5 separate regions of the Mus musculus genome follow, and all the other regions are linked to region 2. The links are chromatin contacts, called in public HiCAR-type and promoter capture Hi-C maps. All regions are on one chromosome and are shown on one strand. Each heading gives the region's core, a stretch centred on a gene start, on an enhancer-like site or on the middle of the called end of the contact. The rest is flanking DNA. Distances are from core to core; before and after follow the strand shown. Region 1 holds the start of Top3b (topoisomerase (DNA) III beta). Region 2 holds the start of Cep20 (centrosomal protein 20). Region 3 holds the start of Dnm1l (dynamin 1-like). Region 4 holds the start of Fgd4 (FYVE, RhoGEF and PH domain containing 4). Region 5 holds the start of Spag6l (sperm associated antigen 6-like).

Evidence for each region. Promoter capture Hi-C pulls out the DNA fragments that hold promoters and counts their contacts. HiCAR-type assays count read pairs that join an accessible place to other places.
Region 1: a contact with region 2 is called in a HiCAR-type map of astrocytes, with 4 times the contacts expected there. The contact joins the promoter of Top3b here to the promoter of Cep20 in region 2. A contact is called at or near these places in 3 of 39 promoter capture datasets (cranial neural crest, hippocampal neurons and pre-B cells), 2 of 115 datasets of contacts at active chromatin or transcription factors (astrocytes and large pre-B cells) and 2 of 9 other capture datasets (adipose tissue and liver).
Region 3: a contact with region 2 is called in a promoter capture Hi-C map of hippocampal neurons, with 3 times the contacts expected there. The contact joins the promoter of Dnm1l here to the promoter of Cep20 in region 2. A contact is called at or near these places in 6 of 39 promoter capture datasets (the C10 cell line, cranial neural crest, embryonic stem cells and 3 more), 1 of 115 datasets of contacts at active chromatin or transcription factors (astrocytes) and 2 of 9 other capture datasets (adipose tissue and liver).
Region 4: a HiCAR-type map of astrocytes shows a contact between it and region 2, with 4 times the contacts expected there. The contact joins the promoter of Fgd4 here to the promoter of Cep20 in region 2. A contact is called at or near these places in 3 of 39 promoter capture datasets (cranial neural crest, hippocampal neurons and pre-B cells) and 1 of 115 datasets of contacts at active chromatin or transcription factors (astrocytes).
Region 5: a contact with region 2 is called in a promoter capture Hi-C map of hippocampal neurons, with 7 times the contacts expected there. The contact joins the promoter of Spag6l here to the promoter of Cep20 in region 2. A contact is called at or near these places in 3 of 39 promoter capture datasets (cranial neural crest, frontonasal cranial neural crest and hippocampal neurons).

What each region holds. Positions count from the first base shown.
Region 1 is chr16:16,869,341-16,872,140 of GRCm38.p6, reverse strand. Top3b (topoisomerase (DNA) III beta) reads right to left here and starts at 1,405. Exons shown (of 18, transcript NM_011624.3): 1 at 1,086-1,405.
Region 2 is chr16:14,315,889-14,318,588 of GRCm38.p6, reverse strand. It overlaps Cep20 (centrosomal protein 20), which reads left to right and starts at 1,257. Exons shown (of 5, transcript NM_025345.2): 1 at 1,257-1,295. The coding sequence starts at 1,268.
Region 3 is chr16:16,357,590-16,360,289 of GRCm38.p6, reverse strand. It overlaps Dnm1l (dynamin 1-like), which reads left to right and starts at 1,259. Exons shown (of 21, transcript NM_001360008.1): 1 at 1,259-1,526. The coding sequence starts at 1,425.
Region 4 is chr16:16,598,601-16,601,326 of GRCm38.p6, reverse strand. It overlaps Fgd4 (FYVE, RhoGEF and PH domain containing 4), which reads left to right and starts at 1,349. Exons shown (of 17, transcript NM_001301817.1): 1 at 1,349-1,549. The coding sequence starts at 1,399.
Region 5 is chr16:16,828,092-16,830,791 of GRCm38.p6, reverse strand. It overlaps Spag6l (sperm associated antigen 6-like), which reads left to right and starts at 1,429. Exons shown (of 11, transcript NM_015773.2): 1 at 1,429-1,597; 2 at 1,677-1,772. The coding sequence starts at 1,573.

The DNA of each region.
Region 1 (2,800 bases), core at 156-2,655, 2.6 Mb before region 2:
CTACGGCCTTGATCTTCCTATCTTCAACTCCTGAGTGCTGGGAATTCAGGAGTACACCAAAATGTCTAGCCAAAATTTTTATATATGATCACTTAAATAAGACTCCTTAACATAAACCTACATGATATACCAAGTCTTTTCTGCCAAGGCTCTGACACTATAGTTTGTCCTATTCTGGAGTTAGGTAAGCAAAGGGCTATTTAGGTGTGGATTGCAAAGAGAGAATAGCAAGACAACCTGCCCATTCTTTGCCACACCTCACTAATCAGTGTCCCTTGGAAAGCACTGTAAATATGGAGGTTTCTTTTTGTATTATGTAGTAGTGGATTTAACTTGAGGAGCCCCAAAAGGGGTCAGCAAAGCATGGGAAATCTAAGAATTTAACACTTCAGTGACTTTTAATCACCTACAGATCCAGGAAAATAAGCCTGTCTCTTAACTCCTTCTTTGTATCTAGTATGCTGCAGCTCTGTCTACCAACATTGCTATAAAATAGGAGTTAAAGTTAAACAAACAAATAAACAGTTATTTTGTGTGTGGATATGTATGGGCACGCACATGCTGCCGGTCACAGGTCAGAAGACAAATTGTGGGATTCAGCTCTCTCTTTTTACAACGTGAGTTCCCGGGGTCGGAACCTTGGTTGTAAGAGCGCTGAGCCATCTCATCATCCTAGTTTAAAAAGCCAGAATAAATCGCAGTGCATAACAATTCAGACTAGCGACAAGGGACCTTGGCGAACGGTGAAAATTCCCCCCTTTCTCTGGCTATCAAATCCAAGTCGTCCTGGCTTTTCACAGTCCTGTTCCCAAAGGCCGGGTTCCAAATAGGTTAAGAGAGGTCATCCGTTCTTCCCTATGCATAACTAGCTGGCCCTCGACTCTAGCTCATTGGTTTACCCAAGTTTTCTCCTAATCTGCAGAGATCAAGTCCGAGAACAGCCTGGGTCTCCAGACAGAGCAGGCTCCGGGAGGCAGCGAGTGGAACCTTCGGATAAGAACGCAAACCGCAGGCCTGAGCCTCTGTGGGCAGCACAACTTCCCTGAGCCGGTTTCCCTACCCTCAACTAGGGGGAAACGTCTCACCTCGGGGCCGCGGGGAGCTCGTTGGAAAAGCGACCACTGCCCACTAAACGCGGCTCCACCGCCGCCCAGAGGCCCCACGGCGAGGGCTGGATGGCGAAAAAGCCGCGCCAGGGCAGGACCCTCCCCCACGCCCCCGCCCGGGTCGGAGCGCTGCTACCATTCCGGAAATGCCTGGGGAAAGCCAGCGTCTTCCGCTTCCTCGAGCAGCCAGCATCCCACTGCTCACCCGCCGTGCCGCTGCGCCTCTCGCTCCGGCTGTGCTTTCCCCGGTGGCCACTCACGAACTCACTTCCGGCTCTGTCCGTCTGTGGCGTCCCCTCATCTGCCCTCCGATGTCGACACTAAGGTGTCTGCAAGTTCCGAGGCTGGTGAGTTCCGGGTGCCTTGCTGTCTGCTTCCTGTTGGGAGCAGCAGGGGCTCCCCAAGTCTCCATTGTGTCTCCAAAAAATCATCCGGAGAAGACATTAATGACGATTGTCAGTATGATTACGAGAACTGATGAAAATATGCAATTAATGATTAAAATAAAAATGTAAAGTTTATTTTTATTTGATATGCATTGGTGTTTTGCTTGCATATGCACATCCGTGCGGGGGTGTCAAATTCCCTGGAACTGGGGATAGTTGTGAGCTGCCATATGGGTACTGGGAATTGAACCCAGGTCCTTAACCACTTAACCAGCCCAATAATTAAAATAATTTAAACATTTCAGATAGCAGGCTTTTTCAGTGTTAGCAACATCTGTGAGCGGGATGGTGGCTCTTACCAGGAATCAAGCAATCAGAAGGTTGAGACAGCGAGTTAGAGGTCATTCAGGGCTACATAGTGAATTTCATTCCAGCTTGGGACTATAGGCTATACAAGACAAAACAAAACAAAGCACCTTTTAAAATTTTGAAGACCACACTACTTGTGTTAATGTATCTGGAAGATAATATGTAATTTTTTTAGAGTATTAGAATTATGGAAGTTTTAAAATAGTTTTGATGACTTTATTAGCATACCGTTTTTTAATAGCCTGGTATGGTGGCTCACAACTTTGATCTCGGCACTTGGGAGGCAGAGAAAGGCAGATTTCAGTGAGTTCGAGGCCAGCCTCATCTGCACATTGAGTTCCAGAATAGCCAGCCAGAGCAAAATAGTGGGATCCTGTCTTAAAAAAAAAAAAAAATATATATATATATATATGTATGTATATATTCAGATTGTCTCATTATGTAGCCAAGGCCATCCTGGAACTCACTGGAACTCACTGTGGACCCAGGCTGGCCTCAAACTTATGTTTTTAAGCCATCCTTTTGTTACCAAGACTGGCTATGACAGCCCCAACTTGTCAACGAGACAAGTAAGAAACCTATAAGATGGCTCAGCAGGCAGACAGTGGCTGCCAAGCTGGCCATGTGAACACAAAAGAAATGAAAATAAAAATGTAATTAAAAGAGATAATACTAAAAAGCAGAGGAAGGAGATTTATTTAGTGTGCTCACATATGGTAGAGGAACATCTAAAGAGGCCCAGTGACTGCTCCCACACATATTTGGGGTCTGATATGAGGCTTAGGTTTAAGGAGAAAACTCTTGTCCCCTTTACCAGGCATTTAAAGTGAACTACAGATCTGCTTATTTGGGGCTCAGCCTCTCAAGGGGAGTTGAGGTCACTCTCCCTCAGGGAGACAAGCCCGCAGTCCTGGGTTCTGGCCCATGACGTTCCAGCAG
Region 2 (2,700 bases), core at 8-2,507:
TCAAACTTTAAAACTGCTACCCACTTTAAGAAATATCTCAGAAGCCTGATATGGTGATGTACTCCTGTCATTGCAGCACTTGGGAGGCTAAAGAAAGGAGGGCTAATTCAAAGCCACCCTGTGCACTTCAGAAAAAAAACAAAACAAAGCTAATCTTAGGAAGAACATACATCTATCTCCCTGAGGCAAATTTAAAAACAAAACCAAGTTGTGGCAGTATAGGGGCGTTCATCACTTTGAGAATGAGGCAAAAAGAGTGTTTGTTGTTAGTTCAATGTCAGCCTGAGCTACAGAGTGAATGCCCAGATAGCGTGGACTACAAGATGAGACAAAAACAAACAAACACCCAATGATTTCTTTTAAAGTCTATATTTTCTATTTCTTACAGTTTACTTCCTCGAAAATATGCTCACTAGCATCCACTCATAGACTTCCACTATTGGGCTGTCCAGAATTTTAAGGGTCCAGTGTCTTAGACTCCCTGGAGAGTCAACTGCCATTATACTGCCTCACATTTTGAATGTATTATTCCCATGTTTGTTCTTCTTAATCTTTTATCAGCTGTTTCCACAAACAACTCGAGGATTCCAAATGTACTCGGTGTTAACGGTAGTGTAGAGAGCAAGCTTTGAAGAGATGCTGGCCTGGGTTTAGGTTATCACCTGCTCCACCATTTGCCAGTGATCTTCCTTTAGACACTCAACTTCCTCCTCTGTATAACGGGCATCATTGACCTGAGGCGTGTAAAGACTTCCTAGTGTTCACTTTCGAGTGGGTGCCGTGTAAGATGATTTTTAAGGTGGCACTTCTCAGACTAACAGCATCCATCCACAGCATTCTGGAAGTTGACAGAAAAACCAACTCTTGGTCCGTGCCTCAGAAAGACCCAAGGGTGGGTCAGAGCAGTCTGTTCTAACCAGTCTTCCAGGTAATTCTGACGCTGGGTTGTGTCTGGGACTCGGACTGAGCACAAAGCCTGCCAAGGTGCGGGGAGGGGAGGTGAACAATCAGCACCTTGACCTGTAGGACTTGGGCGGCGACAAAAGGCAAAGCAGTTGGGTACAGATTTGGCTCTGGCTCCAAGCTTTTCTGCAGTGTAGCCCGCCTCACACGGTCGCTGATTGGTGGAGTCTCATGTGGCGGCTCGCCAATCACCGGAGCGCAGGCACAGACGCGGTCTAGCAGAGCCATACTCCTATTGGTTGGAGGCCGCGCCGAGAGCCGTGCGTACGCACTGGAGAGGCGTGGCACCAGCAGCCGTTGAAAAATGGCGACTGTTACGGAACTGAAAGCTGGTGAGTGCATTGAGGGGATGCTCGGTTGCGGGAAGCGTCGAACCTTCCGTATATGATAGGGATGGGACAGAAGGAGAGCGCGCGGGACATCGGCTCATCTTTTTCCAGGGTCGTTCTAGGGTGGCAGGGCCCACCAGGGGCGGCCTTTGCGCATGCGCTATGTTAGGGCCAGCCTTTGAGCTGGAGGAAGGGACTGGTATCTGTTGTCCCCTCAGGACCTCTGGGTATCTCTTAGAACCCTACTGAGCAGACAGCGCCCAAAGGCCTGCGTTCCGAGCTGACCACGACAACACCACAGCCACGATTTGGTGACAGACACACTTCCCAATGATTTGCACGGCTAGCCCATCCGGACGACAACGTATGGCTAGGTCCTCCTTGTCCTTTGGCAGAAACCTGAGACAGAGTTGTCCATCCTGGCGGCTCTTCAGGATTTTTCGGAAGAGGTTTTCCAAAATGGTTGGTTGTGTGCAGGGTGCATGCAGGTTCCATCCCCAGGACTACAAAACAAGGAGTAGACATCAATAACGCGTGTATACTGTTAACTCTGAATAGTAATTAGAGTTAACGTTTGAGTTGTAATTGGAGTTAAGGTTCAGTATGTGATTCTATCAGACCCTTAACAACTCATCCAACTTGATTCTGTGTAGCAACGCTATGTCCATTTCATACATGAGAGTTGGAATATTTCATCCACGATAATTTAGATAGAAATCGACTCGTGTGGAAACCCCATAAGGTGCACTGGCTTAATCATGCCATTCTGCTTCCCGTAGAATAAACCTAGTTCTGAGTGTCAAGGAATTCAGAGACTAAGCCAACGGTAATGGAAATCTGGAGAGAACCAAATGGAATAGTTTGGAGACTAAGATGTAGTAACTATTGACTGCATATGTATTGGGGACACTGCTGGTGAGCATTCCAAAAGCAGACATACCTCAGTCCCCAGGAGGGACTTCACATGAGTCAATGAGCTGTTCTGGGGATGGGAGTATACATAGTACATGTATATTGTATAAACTTTTCATAGGATTTCAAGATAAAGTCTATGGAAAAGAAGTTGGGTTAAGACCAATTCCTGAAGGCATTTTTATAATAATAGCATTGTAAGCATAAGACTACAAGTAGCAAAATGATAAAAGAGCCCAGAGGTTATCCCTACAAATTGAGGGGGACCTCCTTATATATGTTCTTCTGCGTTCTCTGGTTCTTGGTATGCTTTGTGTCTGAGAGAAAAGTAATAAAAACTTGTTCCTAATCAGTGATCTTACATTTTCTGGGCTTTTACTGGTCTAAAACCTCTTCCATTTCACCTAGCTCTTTCTCTGAGAAGTAGAGTTCATTACCTCGGAGAAGGCAGCTGAGGCATGGTTTAGGAATCTGCCACCAAGTATGAAGGACATGC
Region 3 (2,700 bases), core at 10-2,509, 2.0 Mb before region 2:
TTATTAACCAGCCACCATCTGTGTTCTGAACAGTAAAGCCTGTCTCCTATGGCATATGTTGCAGGTGAATGGTAAGTAACCCCTCCAGTTATACAATCCACAACTTTGTGACTATGAGTGCTCATGGCTATCATGAATAGATAGCAACAAGTTTTGCTTGGCTTTTCACTCCTCTCAGGCTGGGGAGTTTGTGGCTCTGAGTTACTGTTTTATTTATGTTTAACAGTCTTAAAATCCAGTATATTGTGATTATTTTGGTACCCTCATTACCCTCTGATATTCCCCCTTCCTTTCTAGGACTCCTTCTTCCCACCTATTAGTCCTAGTGGGTATACTAATAGAAAAAGCTAATCCCCAACTCCAGCAAACATTCACAGTTACTGCTCCTTTAGAAAGAATGGAGCTTCATGGGCACCTCCTGTTTCTATGATAGATAGCTGGAGGGCCCAATCTTGTGCAGGTATATAGTGCTATGTATTCAGGCTACAACTACAGCTTTGTAAGTAGATGACAGCTGCTCAATCCTTGGTTTCTTATATTCTTTCTGCCTTCATTTCTGCATTGTACCTTAAGTCGTAGTTGGTGTGTGTGATACGAATGTCTAGTTCTAAGGGCTTATCATTCACTCTCAGAACTTTGACCAGATAAACTCTCTTGGTGGGTAGGCTGGAGCGGTAGAAATGTCTGGAGACATTCTTTTAAGTTTTCCTATAGTTTCCTTGATTGCTCTTCATAAAGTAGTACTTCTCATAAGGAAATGACATTGGTTAATTAATAGACTCTATCCCTATTTTGGAAGGGGGGGGGGGTTCGAGACAGGGTTTCTCTGTGTAGCCCTGGCTGTCCTGGAACTCATTCTGTAGACCAGGCTAGCCTCGAACTCAGAAATTCGCCTGCCTCTGCCTCCCAAGTGCTGGGATAAAGGCATGCGCCATCACTGCCCGGCGACTCTATCCCTTCTTATAAACACAGGATTTCACTATGTAGTACAGACCTTGTTAACCTTTTGTCTAAGTCTTCCATGGTTGTCCATAAAATTGGTGTGTCCCAACTCCTGGAGGCATACTCATACATAACACTCTAACAATCATTATTCATCTAGCTGTTAGCTAGCATTTTGACTATAGTAGACTCAGATTCACGGTCTCAGCTTCCTTACCCGCCCAGTTCAGGTCGATACCTGAAACCTTCTAGAATAGGCCTTCGCGTTCCACTCAGCCTGAACTACATCTCCCGGCAGCCTTTGCGCGCCCACCTCTGTCGTGGCGCGTGGCCTGCCGGGAGCGGGCTGGGTGCTGGCCCGGCCCAATGGGTGCGGGCTCCCGAGGAAAGGGCGGAGGAGAAGAGGAAGCAAGCGGGCTGTGGGTCGAGTCCCCATTCATTGCAGTGGCCTGCTGGGTTGGGGGTCCAGTGTTTCGGGGGTCATGGAGGCGCTGATCCCGGTCATCAATAAGCTGCAGGACGTCTTCAACACAGTGGGTGCGGACATCATCCAGCTGCCTCAGATCGTCGTAGTGGGAACGCAGGTAAGATGAGGCCGCGATTGCGAGGCCTGGCTCGGCCGCAGGCCTGCAGGTGTCGCCAGGAGGAGGCCGGCAGCTCGGCGCTCCGCTCTGCTCCCGGGCGCTCAGCGGGACTGAGTGGCCCTGCAGCCTACAGCCCGGCGCGGCTTGGCCCAAGGGCACTCGGGGGACGCGCGGGCGGGCGTGTGGGCGGCTGTCGCTTCCTTCCGGCCGCTGAGGACGCGACGGACTCAGGAGTTGCTGTGAGCAGACAGGCAGCAAGCTAGTGGTGAGTCGGTGGCCCACGGAGCTATTACAAAGTAAAAATAAGATTAAAAGAAAATCCCGGGTGTAGTTGGAGGCCTAAAGTTAGGAAGGAGCACCATGACTTTGGTGTTTGTAATTTTGTTACTGTGACCCAAATTTGGTATAAGGTTCTCAGGCCTTATGTGGGGTATTGGCGATAAGTCCAAATTTTGTATGAAAGAATGTTGAATAGATATCTAGAATAGCAGAGATATGTGAGTTTCATTTTTTAAAAAAATGCCTGCTTTGAACTGAAGAGGAGCAACAGAACTTTAGGGGAGGAGGGCGTTTTTTGTTGGTTTTGTTTGTTTTAATGTTTGTGAGTACGCCGTCGCTGTCTTCAGACACACCAAAAGAGGGCATCAGATCCCATTATGGATGGTTGTGAGCCACCATGCCACCATGTGGTTGCTGGGAATTGACTTCTGGAAGACCATTCAGTGCCTCTATCCTCCTGGGGAGAATTGTTTTGTTTTGTTTTTGTTTTTGTTTTTTTTTGGGGGGGGGGCGTCGAGACAGGGTTTCTCTGTATAGCCCTGGCTGTCCTGGAACTCACTTTGGCCAGGCTGGCCTCGAACTCAGAAATCCGCCTGCCTCAACCTCCCGAGTGCAGGGATTAAAGGCGTGTGCCACTACACCTGGCGAGAATTGTTTTTGAGATGAGCCCTACTCTGTACTTCAAGCTGGCTAAGAATTTACCTTGTTACCTGAATTGGCTGAAACTCATAGCACTCCCCCTGCTTCAGCTCCCTTGACTGAAAAACTACCATGCCCAGAATTTTTTTTTTTTTTAATTTTTATGATGTGAGTGTTTTCCCTGGTGCTGGTTAGAAGAAAGTATATGATCCCCGAAACTGGAGTTACAAATGATTGTGAGATGCCATGTGGGTGC
Region 4 (2,726 bases), core at 100-2,599, 2.3 Mb before region 2:
CTCAGCGGTTAAGAGCACCCGACTGCTCTTCTGAAGGTCCTGAGTTCAAGTCCCAGCAACCATATGGTAGCTCACAACCATCCGTAAGGAGATCTGACTCCCTCTTCTGAAGTGTGTGAAGTGTCTTCTGAAGTGTCTGAAGACAGCTGCAGTGTACTTAGATATAATAAATAAATAAATCTTTAAAAAAAAAAAAAGCTATTGTCTTGAGCCAGGTAACCATGTTAGCTACTTTTGTCTTTTCTCTGTGGTCATGTCCTTTTTCTGCCGTGGAAATGTACATTGGAAACTGCTTCATATTCATAAATCTGTTGACTTTATTACTACATTATCTTTAACAGTGGTCATGATAAACTGGGTCTTGTGCTGTTCTGGAAACCAGTGTTATTCTGTGGATGAAATCTGAAGGGAATCTGTCTGCACCGACTGACTGGCTGGTTAGAACTTCAGTACTGTAGAGAGGTTAGAACGCTGCAAGCCCAGAGGCTAATTAACTTACCTTGGCCTAGCTTTAGCCCAGGGGAACAGTCATTTCTTGTCCACCTCTACTTTAAAACTAACATCCCATGACTAACAGATTAAACTAACCTTTGGAATCTATTGACTGACTTAGATGACTTCTAGCAACCACAAAGCTAAGAATGTCACGAGATAGTATCTCAAGCCTATTCAAAAACCTCCATCTTGCTGGTAACCGCCTCTCTGATATACCTACCAATGGACTTTAAACTTGCCTTGATTTACGACTTTCTTTGTTCTGTGAAACTCTAAGACTGCTTCCGCATTGGAACATGGAATTTGAGGTTGTCTAAATCTGTGTTCCTGGGCCATGGTTACTCAAAAGGGCTGCAGAAGAAACTTTTATTCCCTTTAAGGTGAGAGCTGCGCTTCCTTATTGCTTGAACAGCGCTCCCGGCAAGCTGATTCGCTTCTTCCAAGAGCCGGCGGTGCATCTGGAATTCCGGCTTCTCAGTCATTTTCAAAGCTGGGTTTCCTTACCTAAAGTTTGCAGCGCGGTAGCCTGGGAGACTTTGGCTCTTGAAAGTGTGGTGAGTAACAGCCAGACTGTTCTTCCAGCATCCCAGGGCGTGGTCGGTAAGTAAGCTGATGAGGCGTTTCTGAGGTTCAGGTGAGCCAGGCAGGTGCACTCTGCCTTCCCCTGGGCCAATGGGCGACGCCGGTCCCCCCCAAGCCTCTTCGGCGCTCGGGCGGGACCGCGCTGCACTCTGGCGATTGGCTGTGCAGCGGGGGCGGCCTGGGCCGGCCGCTGCCGGAGAGTCCGACGACGGAGTCGGAGCGCAGGCCCGGGAAGCGAGGCCTGCGCGGGGAGGGAGCGCAGGGAGTCGCGCAACCTGGACGCGCGCGGGGCAAGGCTTGCGGGAGTGACCGCAGGCCACCATGAACAGCGAGAGCGACCATAACTTCAGGCGGGTGGCCATCCGGCGGAAGTCAGGCTCCTACCTGCCGCCCGGGATCCCCCGGCCCTGGAGCAGGCCTTCGCCGCAATTGCGGCGCCTTGACCGTGTCGCGCAACCCAGCCAGGCCGCAGGTAATGCGTGGGTGAGCGGAGCGAGGGCGTGCCGCGTGTTGGGGGGCCGGCGGGGGGCGTGCCGCGCGTGTTGGGGGCGTGACGCCTGTGTTGGGGACTGGCGGAGGGCGTGCCGCGTGTTGGGGGCTTGACGGGGTGTTAGGAGTGGAGTGGGTGTGGGTGTGTGCCTTTGGCTGTTGAGGACCTGGGGGAAAGGGCTGCCTTCTGTTGTGAAAGGGATCCTCACAGGTTAGTTACCCCGCAGGACACTATTCCTAGTTAGTTTGTTCTTTCTCCCAAAGCTTCAAGAATATGGCCAGCTTGTTCTTAAAAAACTAAAGGTGTGCCCTTAGAAAAAGCTTTATTAGGAATTGTACAACCTATTTTTCAATATACTGCTGTTTAAGATTCACCAAATTCCTCTGCTCAGTTGACCTTAGTTCCCTGGCGCTCCCTTCCCGAGGGCAAAAGTCAAACACTCAGATAATGTTTATGTTTTTGAATATTTTGAATCTTAAAAAGAAATCTCACCCTTCTTTACTTTCATTTTGTAATGATTGAGCAAGCAGCTTTGTGTTTTTATCAATATGATCAATGTCGAGACTGGTAAATATGCTGTCTATTCCTTGTCCCGAAGCTATAGAAGGCACATGACAGAAAATCGTGATGGATGGTGTGTTAAGTGTGTGTTCACGTTAGATAAGTCAGGATGTGAGATGATGCATGAACTGGATCACGGAGAGTCCTCTGTAATCATTTCCTGTAGAAGTAAGAAACTGATAAAGTATTCTGGAGATCTCTTCCAGTTCTAGCTGTGATTCACCAAACTGAATGAAAATGTTATTAAGTGAAAATGGTTTGCTTTGTCATCGCATTTTGTCACCCGTTGTTTTCAGCACAGACACTGGTCTGATGCCTCTGTTATGTTACTAGATTTATTTTCAAATGCTTTGAAGAGACGATCAAAATATGAAACATCCTCTTTCAAGAGTCACAGTATAGTCTATAAATTATTTCTGCAAAGCAGCTATGCTTGTAGGAGAAAGGGTTCTGTTTGCTCTTTTATTTATTTGTGCCCTCCCCATTCCCCCACCCCCATACTGGGAGTAGAATTCAGGGCACTTGGGTAAGCAGGCTACTACTCACTATGCCCAGCTATCCTGGTTTTTTGTTTGTTTGTTTGTTTGTTTTTTGGTTT
Region 5 (2,700 bases), core at 180-2,679, 2.5 Mb before region 2:
AAATTCCAGGGCATGTATGGCTATGTAGAGCGAGACTGTTTCAAACACCCATCCACACACCCAAACTCACACCACTCACTCAACCCTCCCCTCCCCCCAGCTGTTTTGTGTGAGAATGTAAATAACATCAAACAACCCTTTTGTTTAAAGTACATTTACCCTGAAATATGTCTGAAATTTGATCTCATTCCTATAAAGCCAGTTTATGACACGGTGTGAGGGACTACTGTATATGGCTTAAAAATTGTTGCATTAAAAAATTGTTAAATTTATGCTTGTTTGAAATTTTCAAAGAATACCTTTACTAAGAAAAAGAAAACTGGGTTTCTCTGTATTCAAGATATAGTCCCTGTGATGGTTTGTATATCCTTGGAACAGGGAGTGGCACCATCTGAAGGTGTGGCCTTGTTGGAATAGGTGTGACCTGGTTGGAATGGGTGTGTCATTGTGGGTGTGGGTATAAGATCCTCACCCTAGTTGCCTGGAAGTCAGTCTTCCACTAGCAGCCTTTGGATGAAGATGTAGAACTCTCAGCTCTGCCTGAGCCATGACAGCCTGGATGCTGCCATGCTCCCACCTTGATAATAATGGACTGAACCTCTGAACCTGTAAGCTAGCCCCAATTAAATGTTTTTTTATAAGACTTGCCTTGGTCATGGTGTCTGTTCACAGCAGTAAAACCCTGACTAATACAGTCCCCATCCTGTTTTGGAAATGTCACTCAGCCACAAAATAAAGCTTGACTTTAAAACCAAATAGCCAAAGAGATGCAGATCACAAACTTGTTATTTATTGTAACCCTTGGGGCTAGAGTGTTGGCTCAGTGAGTTCAGAGCACTGACTGCTCTTCCAGAGGTCCTGAGTTCAATTCCCAGCAACCACATGGTGCGCACAACCATCTGTAATGGGATTCAGTGTCCTCTTCTGGTGTATCTGAAGACAGATACAGTGTACTTACATACATGAAAATAAATAAATAAATTAATTAAAAAAAAGAGTAATTCTGGACCATAGGATATTAATTATATTATTTGTTCTGCTTTTCCTACTGAATATTTCAGACTGCTTAGTCGCTGTCTTAAGTGCAATTAAGTAAGTATACAGTTGTGAGTTTTCGGAGATCTGGAAACCAAAAATGTCATGTGTACCAGGGATACACCAGAAACAAAACACTGTGTTAAGGTTGCTTTGACAATACTGTTATCAACCAGATTATTTGGTGGTTACATGCTTGGTTGTTCTTGACTGTGTGTGGTGCCCGCAACCTGTAGGCGTCGCACCAGCCACTCTGGTGGGTTGGTGTGTAGAGGACCTTGTCTCCTGACAGTCTTCTGCCCAAGAGACACCCTCCCCACCCCAGGCGGGTGCAACAACCGGCAAGCGGTTGATAAAGTGTAACAGCCTTCCCCACTCTGGCCGTGACGTCACGACCTTTGCTGGTGGTTGTATCCGGTTGCTGTCGGTTGCCCTGGAGACGCATACACAGAGGAACGGATCCCACTACCAGCTCAACGGTGGCGGAGGTCCTGGTAGCTGCCCACCACTTGGACCTGGAGAAGCAGGTGCGGCGCCATGAGCCAGCGGCAGGTGCTGCAAGGTATGGCAAAGGCTGGCGGGCACTCGGGAGGGTTGGCGTCTCGGGCCACAGGGCACCTCTACCGGGTCTGTCTCCTCAGTGTTCGAGCAGTACCAGAAAGCCCGGACGCAATTCGTGCAGATGGTGGCAGAGCTGGCGACAAGACCCCAAAACATCGAAACGCTGCAGAATGCAGGTAAGACTGCACCCCACGCTTGTCTGCCTGTCTCACCTGCCACCCTATCCTATTCTCCTATCCCTCAGGCCCTGGCCTCTTCCATCCCCTGACTCCCATCAGCTGTACCTGTAACCCTTAGCTGCTGTCCTCTTGGGTTTCTTACCTGCAGAGGTATTGTTCGTTTGCTTTGTTTTGTTTTGTTTTGTTTTGTTTTGTTTTGTTTTGTTGTTTGTGTGTGTGTGCCTGGTGAGTCAAAGGAGACGCCTCCAAGTTCCTCCTGTACAATCTCCAGTCCCCTTAGCGGAGGTGGGGTGGGGGTGGGGGTGGGGGTGGCGGTGGCGCTGGCAGGTTGTCAGGTTCATTCAAAGCAGTATGAATTTCCTGGAAGTTGTTTAGCATAGATCTTATTCTGAGAGAGAGAGAGAGAGAGAGAGAGAGAGAGAGAGAGAGAGAGAGAGAGAGAGAGAGAGAGAGAGAGAGAGGAGAGAGAGAGAGAGATCCCTGTCCCTGCCAGGTATGTCAGTAAGAAGAGGAGGAGGGAGGAGGGAGGAAGGAGAGTTTCATTTGCCCAGATCAAGCATGAGCTACTAACTGAACTCTGAGATTGCTATCACTATTTTGTCTTGAGAAACCTTTAGTTTATTGGATATCTCTCTCTCTTTCTTTCTTTCTTTCTTTCTTTCTTTCTTTCTTTCTTTCTTTCTTTCTTTCTTTCTTTCTTTCTTTCTTTCCTTCCTTCCTGGAGACAGTGTTTCTCTGTGTAGCCTTGACTGTCCTGGAATTCACTGTGTAGACCAGGCTGACCTGGAACTCAGACATCCTCCTGCCTCTGCCTCCTGTGACAGCTAGGATCAAAGGTGTGCACCACTACCACCAGGCATATTATAGGATATCTTTAAAACTAACTTAAATACCCTGTACCTTTTTGGTCCTTTGTTTTGTCCTT